Regions from separate parts of the Mus musculus genome. Here region 1 is linked to region 2. A link is a contact called in public promoter capture Hi-C data. All regions are on one chromosome and are shown on one strand. Each heading gives the region's core, a stretch centred on a gene start, on an enhancer-like site or on the middle of the called end of the contact. The rest is flanking DNA. Distances are from core to core; before and after follow the strand shown. Region 1 holds the start of Pphln1 (periphilin 1). Region 2 holds the start of C230037L18Rik (RIKEN cDNA C230037L18 gene).

Region 1 (6,690 bases), core at 1,695-4,194, 3.9 Mb after region 2:
GACTGTTTCTCAGCACTGTAAAAGCAATACTATTAAACTAGTAAATCCTTATAGTACACGGTCACTTATGATTTGAAAACTGTCAAATGTTTATGTACATGGGAAAATAACTGAACTATATGTAAAAATGTTAACAATAGAATCTTTATTCAACCAAGTATTTTGTAATGTGAATACTTACTTTACAACTTTGCCATACTTGGAAAATATCTGAAATAAAAGATCACAGAATAATTATAATTTAAAATGTCACCAAATTAAATACTCAGATTGTATTTACTGACCAGATTCTTTGTTATATTTTATGAAACACTCCAGCCATTAGCAGCCTATACAACCGACTTTCTAACAAATATCGCTATACCTGGGGGACTGAGGAGGAGGACCACGACACAGGGCAACACAGCAAGACACTGATTCACCAAGCCAAAGAAACATTTTCTAAGTGACTAGAATAATACAGTTACTGGAGTTACAAGCTTCAGTTCCTAACTCCCTCCAGGGAGTAGATGGGGGTGGGGGACCACTCAGCATGTCTAGATCCATGGCCTATACACTAGGCAGCAGCTGGACTTCTGATCCAATGGATCTGTGGGGCCAACAAACCCACCATAGCTCCAGCTGGTCCTGTCCTTTTATTATCAGTGTTGTCAAATAAAACCATACCAGTGAGTTACACAATCTGCCATCTGAGGACAGACAGAACTCTCACTGCAGATAATACTTTCCTATAATGAAAAAAAAAGCTTCCTGTAATGAAAAACCCATCTGCAGCCAGCAGTGATGGTCTATGGCTGCAATCCTGGTTTTCAGAAGAGCAAAGCAAGAAGGTTTGAGACGAGCCCAGGCTACAAAACAAGACTTGATGCCAAAGATCAAAAACAAAGCAAAGATCCTTCTACTTCTATCGGTGGGTGCAGAACTCTTCCATCCTTACTTAGTATTCTGGCCTCGTCTTCCTTTTACTTCTACATATAGTTGCCCATATATTGCCCAGATCTATATTCTATAGATATATACATATCTATATGCTTATAATTCTGACTAATTATTTAATACACAGAAATAACACCCTCCCCCAAAGGCTTTTAGAAGATCCCATCATATGCAGTCTAATATTGAAATTGTGGGCCAGACATTTAGCAACATTGGATTCCGAGGTCCAGCAGTTTCCTATGGGATTATAGCTTTCTAACGGGTTCTCCATTGATTCCTTAGTTCATGTGGTACTAGGGAATCAACACAGGGTTTTGTGCACGCAAGACAAGCATCCTACCAACTATACTTCACCTCCAGCCCCCAGGTATGTTTTAAATAAGGTTATTTCTTATCATTCAGTCTAAAATCTCACCTCCAAGCCTAATTCAGTATCTCTTTTCTCTTTCGTGAGATGGGGTCTAAATTGTCCAAGCTGATCTTCCTACCTCAGCTTCCCCTGTGCTGGGGTTACAGGTGTGTGATAACTACTCTAGGCAAGTGTTCCACCACTCAAGTACAGGCGGCAGAGGAAGGCAGATCTCTGAGTTCTATGATAGCCTGTTCTACAGAGTGAGTTCTAGGCCAGTCAGGCACAGAGAAACCCTGCCTCGAAAAAACACACAAACAACAAATTCTCTTTGGGAAATTAAAACAAAATTGAAAAATTTCCCACTAAAATTTGCAGAAGATATCAACTAAAAATTTTCCCAGGGAGCAGTATTTTTGCTTAAGCTTCAGATTGTCTCTAAAGAAAGAATCCATTAGTTAGATGTACATACAACTTACCCGGTATAAATCATTGTTTGTTAGGGAGAAAGGCAAGTTGGATACATAAACTGTGCTTTTACTTGGCGCCAAGCCACCGCTCATTTCTAAAACGGAAAAAAAGGAGACATTGGGAATCTTACTCCAAGTAGAACCAAACAAGGACCATCACTGACTTAATTAGGGTAGAATTCCTCAGGCTCCATTCATTTAAAGAGATTAGAGTACCAGTGTGGGTAGGGTGTGAATTACCATATTCCTTTTCTAGCAGCGGGTGTTAAGCCTTTTAGGGCTGCGGTGCGATTGAAGAGGGGTTTTAGAGAGATGGAGAAGCCACAAGGCTATTTTTAACGCCTTCTTAGGGTAAAAGCGGAAAAGATGTTTCCCAAGGATTCGCCCACCTCCGAAAGGGACACCTGTCTACCCCGCCTCTTTTGTTCTTGTTTTTAAAAAAACTCCTGTATCTACGTCTGTATATATGGATTACTGATATAGGTAGGCCATGACGACAGAGACTCGGTTTTGTTAAGCTTGGGGTAGTTTCACATTTTGATAAAGTTCTTTAGATTTTTAAATTTCGTGCACAACCAAATCATGAAATGACACTCTATTACATGGATTACCTACTTTGAATGGGACATTAACCTGTATATTTATCAATGTGCTTAGTAATCAACGTCACTGTTAAAACTCTGCAAATTACAGGTGAAACGATCGCGTCGGTCGGCAGCAAGTGTTAAGAACCCCTATGAATGACAATGGACCCGGCACCCCGGAGGGCGCCCCGCTGGCCCAGTAGGAGGATTATTCAAAAAGCCTTAGCTAGCCAAAACCTGCTTGTCGCGTTTCCAGTTTCTCACTCTGAGAAATGCTAACCCCGGCTGGACGTTCCTGGGGCCGGAGCTGGGGTCAGGGTCGAGGCCGAGGCCGAGGCCGAGGCCGAGGCCGAGGCGGAGGCCGAGGCGGAGGCCCGGGCCGCGGCCGTCTCCTGGGCCCGGCGCCGTGGGAGCTTACCTTCGGCGCAGAGGCGAAGCGGAGAGGATGCGAGCCCGCGGCGGCTTCACCTCCGGCTGCCTTCCGCGGCGCGCAAAAGCGCGGGCGTCCGCGAACGCAGCGCGGTGCAGCGCTCCTTCCGACTCCCCCAAACCCCGACGGCCCCGGGCCGGAGGCTGGCGCGCCGGGCGACGTCACCGCGCGCGCCGGAAGTGCCTTTAGGGCGAGCGGACGTCTGGCTTCGCGGGTTTCACCGGCGGCTGAGGCGGCGGCGACAGAGGCGGCGGCGACAGAGGCGGAGGCTCAGCAGTGGGACGTAGGTGAGCGAGTGGCTCTCCGCAGAGGCGCGAGGGGCGCATGCGGCCGGCGGGCGGGCGGGCGGACGTTTCCTGCGGCGATGGAGATGTGCTTTATTCTGGACTCCTAGTGGAACCTGGAGAGGGACTCAGTGGATGCGGGAGGAAAGCGAAGTGTGGAGGAGAGTGAGACCCAGGTTCCGCTTCTCGGCAGGAGTTTAGTAAGCAAAAGGGGAGTTCTCAGCCAGGCAACTTCAGTGACGCCAGGTCAGTCAGGAAGTCTGGGTTTTTATCTTATTTTTTATTTTTTGGACCTAACCGACTCTGTAATAGGCACTTTGAGAGACGGACAAAAGAGTGCCAAAATAATCCACTTGCTGTTGAGAATGTCAGTGTGGCCGGGGAGACAAAGCCCACGTGGGGACAGTTGGAGTCACACAGTGACCCATTCTTGAGTACTGGCACGGACAGATGTTCAGCTCCATCGTCCCGTTGTTTATTACTATTTTTTCCTTTCTGAAAATATGGAATGGGTACGCACTGATTATTTTTTTGTTTTCCGAGACAGGGTTTCTCTGTGTAGCCCTGGCTGTCCTGGAACTCGCTCTGTAGACCAGGCTGGCCTCGAACTCAGAGATCCCGCCCGCCTCGCCTCCAGAGTGCAGGGATTAAAGGCGTGCACCATCACCGCCCGGCTACACTGATTATTCTTTAAGAGCTCGTCGTTTCTACAGAGAAATCCGAATGCTTATTTTGCCCGGTAGTTTAAACTTAACTTCTACCCACCAGCACGTACAGACCAGGCCTGTAACTACTCCCTGGGAACCTGCGTGTCAGCAGCCCGGAGCCCAGAGCCTGTCGTGGAGCCTGCACAATCAATCCTGACTGAAGCGGAGGGACGAAGTGCAATCCACCCAGGGCGCCGCTGAGTTTTGAGAGGCATTAATTCCTTGGCGTCCACCAAGGGACCACTGGGACTAATTCTCATGGCAAACTTGTGGCCAGCCCAAACTCCCAGGCTTCACATCCCGGTTGTGCTTGGTTATCGCCCACGATGTAAGCCCCTTTGGTCTTCTAATTGTTTGAGCCTTAACTCTCCGCGCTGTTTCGTGCTTCCTCTCGATTTGGGGGTACCACTGCTTCTCCTTCCTTAGTTCACCCTGAGCGCATCGTCTGTGCTCCTGGAATCTTATTTTGTCTGCTTAGCAAACACTTATTAGCCTTGTTTTGAAACTGTCTTGCGTTTTCTGACTCTTTAACAAAGCTGTGGCTTTTGCCTTTAAATTGAACTTTTTTTTTTTCCCCTGACATCTGGGTTTTAAGATTTGGTGTTGCTCCATCTGTATCGAATTGATTGCATTTCCTTGATTTTTTTTTTCTTTCAGTTTTTGTTCTCATTTTTCCTTTTGGTCCTATGATTTCCCTGCCTTCTACCTCTTTCTATTAATATAATCCCCATCCCCTACCCCCCATCCCCCCAAGCAGGGCCTAGAACTGGTGATTCTCTTGTTTTGCCTCAGCCCTCCTACGTTCTGATTACTGGCCTTCCTCGGGCTTAGCCCAGCTCTTATTTTTGAGTAGTCTTTCCCTAAGTTCCCAAAGTTAGGTTCTTCTAAGCCCCCTCCAGCAGGAGCCAATTGCTTCCTGATTGTGTCTTTCATCTTGAATTTAAATTAAACGCTGAGGGTGGGAGTGTTTGTTTTGCTTATCCTTGGAATGCTGCTGCTGTTTGCCGTTTTTAGAGGTTTTAGGTAGTGAGTGAGTGGGTGGCAGGATCCGGTCAGGTCATCAGCTACTTAGGAACAACAAATGGCACATGGGTAGTTTGTGTGGAGTGATTTCAATGTTGCTAGGTCATGCAGTCTATTCAAGAAATAGTTCAAATACAGCCCCCCCCCCCCCCCCGTAAATTGTCTCAAATTAAACAGAGATCTGCCTGCTTCTGTCTCTCAAGTGATTGAAGGTGTGTCCTATACCCACTCAAATACTACTAACCCCCCCCCCCCCCCATCTCAGCCTTTTGTCTGTGTAGCATCTGGCTGTCCTAGAACTCATTTTGTAGACCAGGCTGGCCTGGCCTTAAACTCAGAGATCCAACTGCCTCTGCCTCCCAGGTGTTGAGACTAAAGGTTTATATTATGCCAAACACAAGGTTTATATTTCAGATTTTTAAGTGTTTTTTCAGATAAAAGTCACACGTTGCCTATTAATTACTACTTTTAGATCTTTTAGGTGTTGGGACAGTCTGGTGATGTGTTTTTAGAGAGTAACAGCTTTGTGAACTGAGCCATGGGTATGGATGGAAATTGAAAGAGAATAGGAAGACTTTGGAGAGATCCAGGCTAGCCAGTGTGGGGCTTGAGACACAGGTAATGCTTTTTGCCTGGAATAGGTTAGGTGAGACAATTACCAGAGACTGTGGAGGGTAGAGAAGTCTGAACTTAGGATTTCTACGATTCTTGATTAAGGAAGTCACTCATCACGAATATACACTGGCAACTGCTTGATTCTTTGTATTCTGTGAGATGGAGGGTGAGGCAGGGAAAGCATGCTCATCAGATAAGATTTTAAGTTCTACCGATGTGAAGGTTTGGATTCATAAATATTAAAACACAGGTAAGTGTCTGGCATTGTCTGCTCATATAATTTTATCACATGCAATGGACAGTCAAACTTCCTCAGTATGTAGTACAATACATTGGGGATCATAAAAGAAACAATTTAAGCATGTTGTTGACATGAAAATACCTCATTGTGGATTAGTGTTTATTCTGGAGCCAAGTGGTAGTTAGTGTGGTCTGGAAACACAGATTCCAGGTACTGCAAATAATTCCATGTCCTAATACGGCAACAGTTTCATGAAGGTTTTGTTTGTTGTTTGCTTGTTGTTGGGTTTCTCTGTGTAGCCCTGGCTGGCCTGGAACTCACTCTGTAGACCAGGCTGGCCTCGAACTCAGAAATTCGCCTGCCTCTGCCTCCCAAGTGCTGGGATTAAAGGCATGCACCACCATGCCCGGCTCGTGAAGTTTTTATAGTAACAGCAAAGAAAGTCATAATTGGAGGCATTTTAAACTAAGTTGTTAGAAACATCAGGTAGCCAGGCTCATTGCAGCCAAGCTGGAGAGCTCAGCTATTGTCTTTAGCTTGATTGGTATCTGACAGCACTCTGAGCCGTTTGGTTGGTGGAAGCCAGTGGTCTGTCAAACGTATACTTTTGAAATGGTTCCTGTTAGTCACAAGGCTGTTGGATCAAACACAGATAGGAAAGGAATGTCTTATTGGAGGGCTAAGATAGCCTGTAGTAAGTTGTAATTGGGCCTCAGGGCTTTGACATTCCCAACTCTACTCTAATAGATTAATCAGCATTTCTGGAGGTGCAGTGTGACTAGAATTCTTTCATTCCTGTTGCCACGTGTTACATTTGTGAGTGTGAAGGCCACATATTGCTTATTAAGTATTAGTAATGGCTCCGGTCATTCCTTTGTAGGATGTGACGTAGGTGGGGCTGAGTAGTATGCAGGAGAGCAGACTTGAGGGGAAATAGCTCTGACAGCCATGAAGGAATGAACTCTCTGATTGGTTGGTCTTCAGACTCTGCTAGCTGTTAGGATCCCAGCCTGGCTCTTCCTTTACCGTTCCTCTCACTGTGATGGAACAT
Region 2 (6,779 bases), core at 2,529-5,028:
TTACTTTGTAGACAACTTTATTTTATTTTATTTATTTTTATTATTTTTTTTTGTAGAAAATTACTTGAAGTATGCACAAAGGAGAAATTCAGAGCTTGAGAGACAAGTGAGCCCCATGAGGCAGTCTCAGAAGCTGCTGATGGTCCTTCCTGGGATCTAGCAGGGTCCCCAGGTCCTTTAACTCTACCCGGAATGATCAGTTTATCACCTAACTCCAGACAGCTGATTTCTTTAAAGAACCAAGCTGACCAGTTCCAGGGCCTCTGGCATTGCTTCTTGAGGAAAGCCTGTCTTCCAGGTGCTTTGCATCTTTAGGGTTCCTCTGCCCTCACCACTCCCCCCACCCCCAGTTCCTGGCACTTGAACTCATTACCGGTTTCTGTGAAGGGACATGTCTTCGCTTCAGCGGTGTGTCCATGGACACACGCAGATCACCAGGGTGGGACAAATTTTAAACCCAGGGTGCCTGGGTTCAAATCCTAGCTCAAGCTCTTTCTGGTAAGGTGGCATCGGACTTGGAAAGGTCCACGAGATTCCCTATGCGTCAATGTCCTTGTCTTGTAGCACAGCAGAATAGTACTGACCTCAGAGTTACCACAAGGACTAGATGAATTAGCACGTCTCAAGTCTCAGCTGGTGTTATTACATTACCAGATACAAACTACACACTTGTCCCTGTCCCTCTGGTGAACCATCACACACTCAGGACAGGGCTAGGGGTCCTGGGCTACCCTTGAAGGACCCCCGTGATTTCTCCAGTCCCCTCAGGACTGGGAGCCTGGGCAGTGGCAGCAGACAGGGTGGGGAGTGCAGCTCGGCTGACAGCAGATCTGTAGGGCAGGGTCCTCGCCCTTGGCTATCTGGCTGGGGCCAAAGGTCATGGCTGCATCGTACTGGGCCTTGAGGAGTTGGATGTGTTTCAAAGCCTGGAGGGCTTCTGGGGAGACCCCCTCTATACTTTCCAAAACATTGTAGTTCTCCCCAGGGTCCTGAGATAAGTCGTAGAGCAGTGGGGGCTCATGAGCCGTCAGACGGTTGGCAGCATGACAGGCAGGATCTGAAGTGGTGTCACTGTGGGCGGAGCCTGGGGATGGGGGGGGTGTCAGCTTTTTACATAAGGAGGGGCAGAGGACAGAGCAGCTGGGGGTCAGCAAGCCGGGCTAGGGAGGGGAAGCCAGGAAGGGAAGCAGGGTACCCTGGGTGAAGAAATGAGCCTTGTATTTCCCATTCCGAACAGCAAAGACCCCATGGATCTCGTCTGGGTAGGGCGGGTAGAAGAAGACAGACTTCCGTGGGCTCTGAGGGAAAAGTCAGGATGACAGGATAGGAGAGATCTCTAAAAGCTCTTGTGTATCGCCCTGTTATGGGACCCCCACCCCCACTCCCCGCTTTGGCCCACCCAGGATCCTGAGAGGTGATACTCAGGGGCCACTCATCAAAGGAGACATGAGGCATGTACTCTCCGGCACTGCCCAGTTTCATACCTAAAGGAGGACCAGCATGGGGATGGTGTCAAGGGATGACTGGCCCTACCTTGCCTGTGCCTAGCAGCAAGGGGCTGATGTCAACACCATCCAAGGTGACGTTGGGCAGCGGAGCCCCGGTCAGGGCTGCCAGGGTGGGCAGCAGGTCCAGAGAGCTGGCCAGCTCATGGGTTACACCTGTGGACAGATGGCTGTTCGGCCACTCCATTCACCATCGAGGCTAGGGAGATGGGGGCCATGGGTCTACACAAAGAGGGCTAGGGGACTGACCAGGAGTAATGTGACCTGGCCAGTAGACCAAGGCAGGCTCTCGGACGCCACCTTCAAAAGTTGTTCCTTTTCCACATCTCAAGAGGCCAGAGCAGCCGCCATTGGACATGCGCATCAACTCAGGACTGGGACACACAAGGAAGTCATCAGTAACAAGAGGCTAAGGACCCTGCCCCACTGCTGGTTATGGATCACCATAACGTGCCTAGCACCTCTCGAGTCTTTTATACAGTCAACAAACAGCTAGGGTGGAAGTTACCCTAGAGTCCTGGCCTGTGATAGAGCAACGAGTATCCCTTGCTTGGCTCGTACCCGTTATCTGCAGTGAAGATGACTAGTGTCTCTTCCAGCAGACCGAGGTCCCCCACAGTTGTCATCAAGGCCCCTACAGCTCCATCCAGCTCCATCAAGGAGTCCCCAAATGGCCCACGGCCTGAGCGCTTGGTGAAGCTTTGTCCACTGAACTGAGGGTAGTGAGTGTGCTGGGGGCAGAGACTGGAGTCAGCACTGGCTGGGTACAGGTCTTGGGCAGTCAGGGGGCGGGGCCAGGGTCACTCACGTGGGAAGCGTAGTACAGGAAGAACGGTCGGCCCTGGCGCTGGGCATCAGCCATGAGGTCTCGGGAGAAAGACACATACCGGGCCTCCAGTCCAGGCAGCCAAGGGGGCTGGGCCTCCACTGTCAGGTTGGCCAGTAGTGGGATGGGAACAAGGCCTTGGTCACAGCCACCTTTGCAGGGGATGTCTGGTGGGAAGCACGTTAGGTTCTGACAGGGACCCTGGGGAGAGCAGAGAGCGGTTAGTGTGAGGGAGGACTGGCTACGGGTTAGGGTACAGTTGGTATGCGGGCTTGGGTGTGTGTTGGGGGGCAGCAGAGGGTCCGGCTGGTTTGTACCTGGTCATGGGAATATGGGATGCCCAGGAATCGGTGGAAGCCCTGATGCGGGGGCAGGAAGGCCCCCTCTGGCCCCACTCCAAGATGCCACTTGCCAGCCATCCCTGTAAGGTAGCCTCGAGCAGCCAGGACTTCGGCTAAAGTCACCTCCTCCAAGGGCAAGCCCCCTTGGGAACTGGGCCCCAGAACTCCAGGGTACATGCCTGATCGAACTGGGAGCCGGCCAGTCAGGAGGGCGGCCCTGTAGTACAAACCACAGAATCCATTATCTGCGAGTCCCACAGAGATGAACCCAGAGAGAAGAGGGAGAATGGTGGACATACCCACAGAGAGACAGAAATGGGATGAGCCAGGGGAGAGGGGAGGGGCAAAGGTCCCTCACTCACCGAGATGGCGTGCACAGAGACACAGGCACATAGAAATCTGTGAACCGTAGTCCACCTTCAGCCAACTGATCCAGGTTAGGGGTGGTAGAACTGGGGTGCCCATAGGAGCCGAGGTCCCCATAGCCCAGGTCATCCGCAAAGATCAGCAGGATGTTAGGTGGGCTGGCAGTGCTCAGGCCTGCAGCCAATGCCAAAAAGAGGGTCCCCAGGGCCATGACAGAGATACAGATGGGCCTGTGTCCTCAGTCCCTTGGTAGGGAAGGCAGAGCGATTCCAGCAGGCTCGTTCCTTGAGCGCCCAGGCCAGCCCCTACCTGAGGCCCCAGTCCCGAGCCCTCCTCCTCCCCTGAGCCGCCAGACCCAAATAATCCTTCTGTCTGTAGGTCCACTCTCTGAAGCTCCAGCGAATCTGTCAGAACTCGGAAGGGGGTGGCCTGGGGTGTAACTCCACAGAGCCCCTAAAGGACCAGGGCTTCATTAACGTCACGAGCGGGGATCTGACCCTGTTCACCCAGAGGTGCCAGCACAGGCTTGGGATCAGGAGCAGAAGTCACTTCACATTGACCCGGGAGGCTCCAGCGCCATGGGACAAGGGCGGTTCGAAATTGAGGAGGAACTGGTGGTAGACAGCGTCGATCTCAGGCAGTCTCGGATACGCCCGCGGTCACGTGACAATTGGCTGACCCAGAAGGGGCGGGCTCTGGGACTGGGCGGTACAGAGTCGGGGCTAGGTGGAGCTGGGACCGGGCGAGGCGGAGCTGGGGAGCCGAGCCAAGCGGGTTTGTGTGCCTATGGGAACCTTCCGGGTGGGGCTGCTGCGGACCTGGGACCGGGGCGGGATAGGGTGAGGCTGGAGATTGCTCGCGTGCTCCCGATCCTTATCTGCGCCGGTTGGGGTGTCCCGTGCTGGGCTTGGTAACCTTACGTTCTTTGCTCCTGCGCGCTAGGCTCAGGACTGCCTAGCAGTGCAGCACTACAGCTATCTGGCTCTCCTGCTGTGTCGCTCTTAAATGCGTGTCTGGAGTTCCTCTGGCGAATGGTGGGCTGTTTGTCTCATTTCCTCTGATGAGATACTTGAGGGATCCTTGTTGAAAAAACATCAGCATCCCCCTTCTGACTGAGCAAAGAGGCAAAAACCATGGAGTCTGACTGCAACAAACCAGGAAGACAAATCTGATTGGCTGCTGGCTTTTTGCTCACAACCACCTTTGGTGAATTTTGTGAAACACAATGTATCAAATTATTTAAAAAAATCCTTTCCCTTCTACACGCGTAACTGGTGTTTAAGGTTGAGTGTGTGTGTGTGTGTGTGTGTGTGTGTGTGTGTGTGTGTATCTGTGGTGTTAGAGCTGGGATGTGTGTCTGTGAGTCTGGTGTTTGAGAAGGGTTGCTGGGTTCCTGTGTGGTATAGCTTAGGGCACATTAGTATTGAACTAATGGGAAGACAACATGACTTGTTTCTAACTCTTCATTTATACATTATTGAATATAACCTTTTTTTCTTATCAGTTTTAACTGTTAAGGGAGACTAACAGATATATCCCTCAGAGGGTGGAAGGGTGGGTTCTTAGTGTACTTTAACATCTAAAGGTCCCTGTGGTAACTGGACTTCCCAGATCTCCCCGCCCCCAAAAGCCCCTGACCTGAGTCACTTTTCCGGAGCAAGTCTCTTCCAGGGTATTTCCTTGCAGGTGGCTGTTCCTAGGGAAGTCATTTGTCCAGATTCTTGGCTTTGATTCCTCTCCAAGACAGAGTGGCACTCTAAGACCTCTGGCGTCAAGATGGTCACGACCTGCGCACCCAGGAAGGAAGACGCTGGAGCCAGGGGGGAGATAAACAGGGTTCTGGAAGGGCCTCCCGACTACAGTAGCGGATCAGACTCAGGATCACCCAGTGGTCTAACACAGGCTCAGGTCAGGAGCAGACAACACGTGACACTGAGTTGAAGGTGCCCTCTGGCAAGCAGAATGAGGGTGGTTCAGAATGACGAGTAAACTGGTCATTGATTTATTGATTTTTTTTTTTTTCACTGAAGCCTGGCTCTCTGGGCATCTGGAATTCTCCCGATGAAATCTGCAAGAAACTGCAGGAGGAAAGTTCGAAACTGCAGAGACCCCAGAGATGGCACAGGAAGGAGCTGGGTCTGACTGAGGCTACTGCACACCTCATGTGAAGTGGGGGGTGGCTGGGGGCGGGGGGGGGGGAGCAATCTTCAGTTAGTGGCTCTCTTAGTGTCACATTCCAGCACGGTTTCTGGACTTGTGCACGGGTGGGGGTTGCCGGTAGTCCTTCTATTTAGAGTCAGGACAGAAAGCTCTTCTGTGGCCCAGAAATCTTTGAAACTGTATTTGGATCTCTCCCAGCTGGTGGCCACTGTGAATTGTAATTTGAAAGGAATCAACCAGAAGCACTTTCTTTCCGTTGCTAGCTGGGGAACTACCCCAGGACCTGCGCATTATTCTCTGGAGAGCCCGAGTGGGGTTGCGATGTTATGCAAATCGAGGTACGTTTCCCCTGGGTTCTTGGGGGACTCAGGTGTGTGTACACGTGAAGGTTGCTTGGGCTCAGCTCTGACCTAGAGCTGTGGAAAACTTGGAAAGAGGTATCTGCCTGCCGCCAGCTCTGTTCAAAGCTGAGCACTGAAGGCCAACCTGTCTTTAGAGATGTGAACTCTCTCCCACCCCCACCCCCCCTTTTTTTTCCCACAGAGCCCCAATTGGAAGTAGCCTGCTAGGGTTGGTTCAGGAAGTGGCTTCAGATGATGCCTGGGGCCTTGCTAATTTTGGACAAACACCCACAGTTGAGAAAGGAGCCTTGCCTTGGGAGGCAGGTCTCTTATTTCTGTACCTTGCTTGCAAAGGGATAGGAGAGGCCTCTGCATGGGGGTAAGATGGGGTGATTGAGTTGCAACAGTGGCCTGAGTAGAGTACTGTGGCTGTTCTTGCATCAGTTTATGTGGGGACCTAGGACGTATCAGGCCTCCACCTTCCCTACCCTACTGCCTCTCATCATGGTTATGTATAGGCGTTGAGATGTACAGTGCTGATCAGGACCAACAGGGTAGTTCTAACAGAAGAGCAAATATCTTAGGCAAAAACAGACCTGATGGAGTCCTACCTGGTTGACCATGTGGGGTTTGGGGGTCTGCTGAAGGCAAGTTTTCAGTTGAGTTATGATCAGGGGCCAGGCTTTGTCATAATCTCTAAAGGAAGGGGAACCCTGAGACACCCCTTCACACATATGCTCAGAGGAAGAAGAGTTACGGTCAGATGACACAACAATAACCTCTGGTCATCAGCTGACCTGTGAATGACATCTTGCTGGGCAGATAACGAGTTTCCACATGCAAGACCTACTATGATTGTAGTTTATAGCATTATAGGAAAATGAAAATAGGGCTAGAGAGATGGCTCAGTGGTTAACAGCACTGACTGCTCTTCCAGAGGTCCTGAGTTCAAATCCCAGCAACCACGTGGTGTCTCACAACTGTCCATAATGAAATCTGATGCCCTTTTCTGATGTGTCTGAAGACAGTTACAGTGTACTTACTTATAATAGTAATAATAATAATAATAATAATAATAATGTCTTTAAAAAAAGAAAAATGAAAATAATTGTAAGCATTTTATTAGGAGTGCTGGTTCTTCTACAACAAAGTTCTTTCCCAGTGCTTTCAAAGAACTAAAGGGCTGGCAAGGTGGCTCAGCCGATAAGAGCACTCTTCCGAAGGTCCTGAGTTCAAATCC

What was found. Promoter capture Hi-C pulls out the DNA fragments that hold promoters and counts their contacts.
Region 1: a promoter capture Hi-C map of pre-B cells shows a contact between it and region 2. The contact joins the promoter of Pphln1 here to the promoter of C230037L18Rik in region 2. A contact is called at or near these places in 1 of 39 promoter capture datasets (pre-B cells) and 1 of 484 Hi-C or Micro-C datasets (B cells).

What each region holds. Positions count from the first base shown.
Region 1 is chr15:93,395,406-93,402,095 of GRCm38.p6, forward strand. Pphln1 (periphilin 1) reads left to right here and starts at 2,945. Exons shown (of 9, transcript NM_175363.4): 1 at 2,945-3,056. It overlaps Zcrb1 (zinc finger CCHC-type and RNA binding motif 1), which reads right to left and starts at 2,929. Exons shown (of 8, transcript NM_026025.3): 1 at 2,758-2,929; 2 at 1,765-1,850; 3 at 182-210. The coding sequence starts at 1,848.
Region 2 is chr15:89,472,474-89,479,252 of GRCm38.p6, forward strand. It overlaps C230037L18Rik (RIKEN cDNA C230037L18 gene), which reads left to right and starts at 3,779. Exons shown (of 5, transcript NR_077233.1): 1 at 3,779-3,812; 2 at 4,786-4,946; 3 at 5,069-5,174; 4 at 5,397-5,536. Arsa (arylsulfatase A) reads right to left here and starts at 4,951. Exons shown (of 9, transcript NM_009713.4): 1 at 4,677-4,951; 2 at 3,035-4,182; 3 at 2,649-2,889; 4 at 2,314-2,532; 5 at 2,067-2,236; 6 at 1,755-1,879; 7 at 1,534-1,661; 8 at 1,196-1,298; 9 at 3-1,084. The coding sequence starts at 3,249. The coding sequence ends at 765.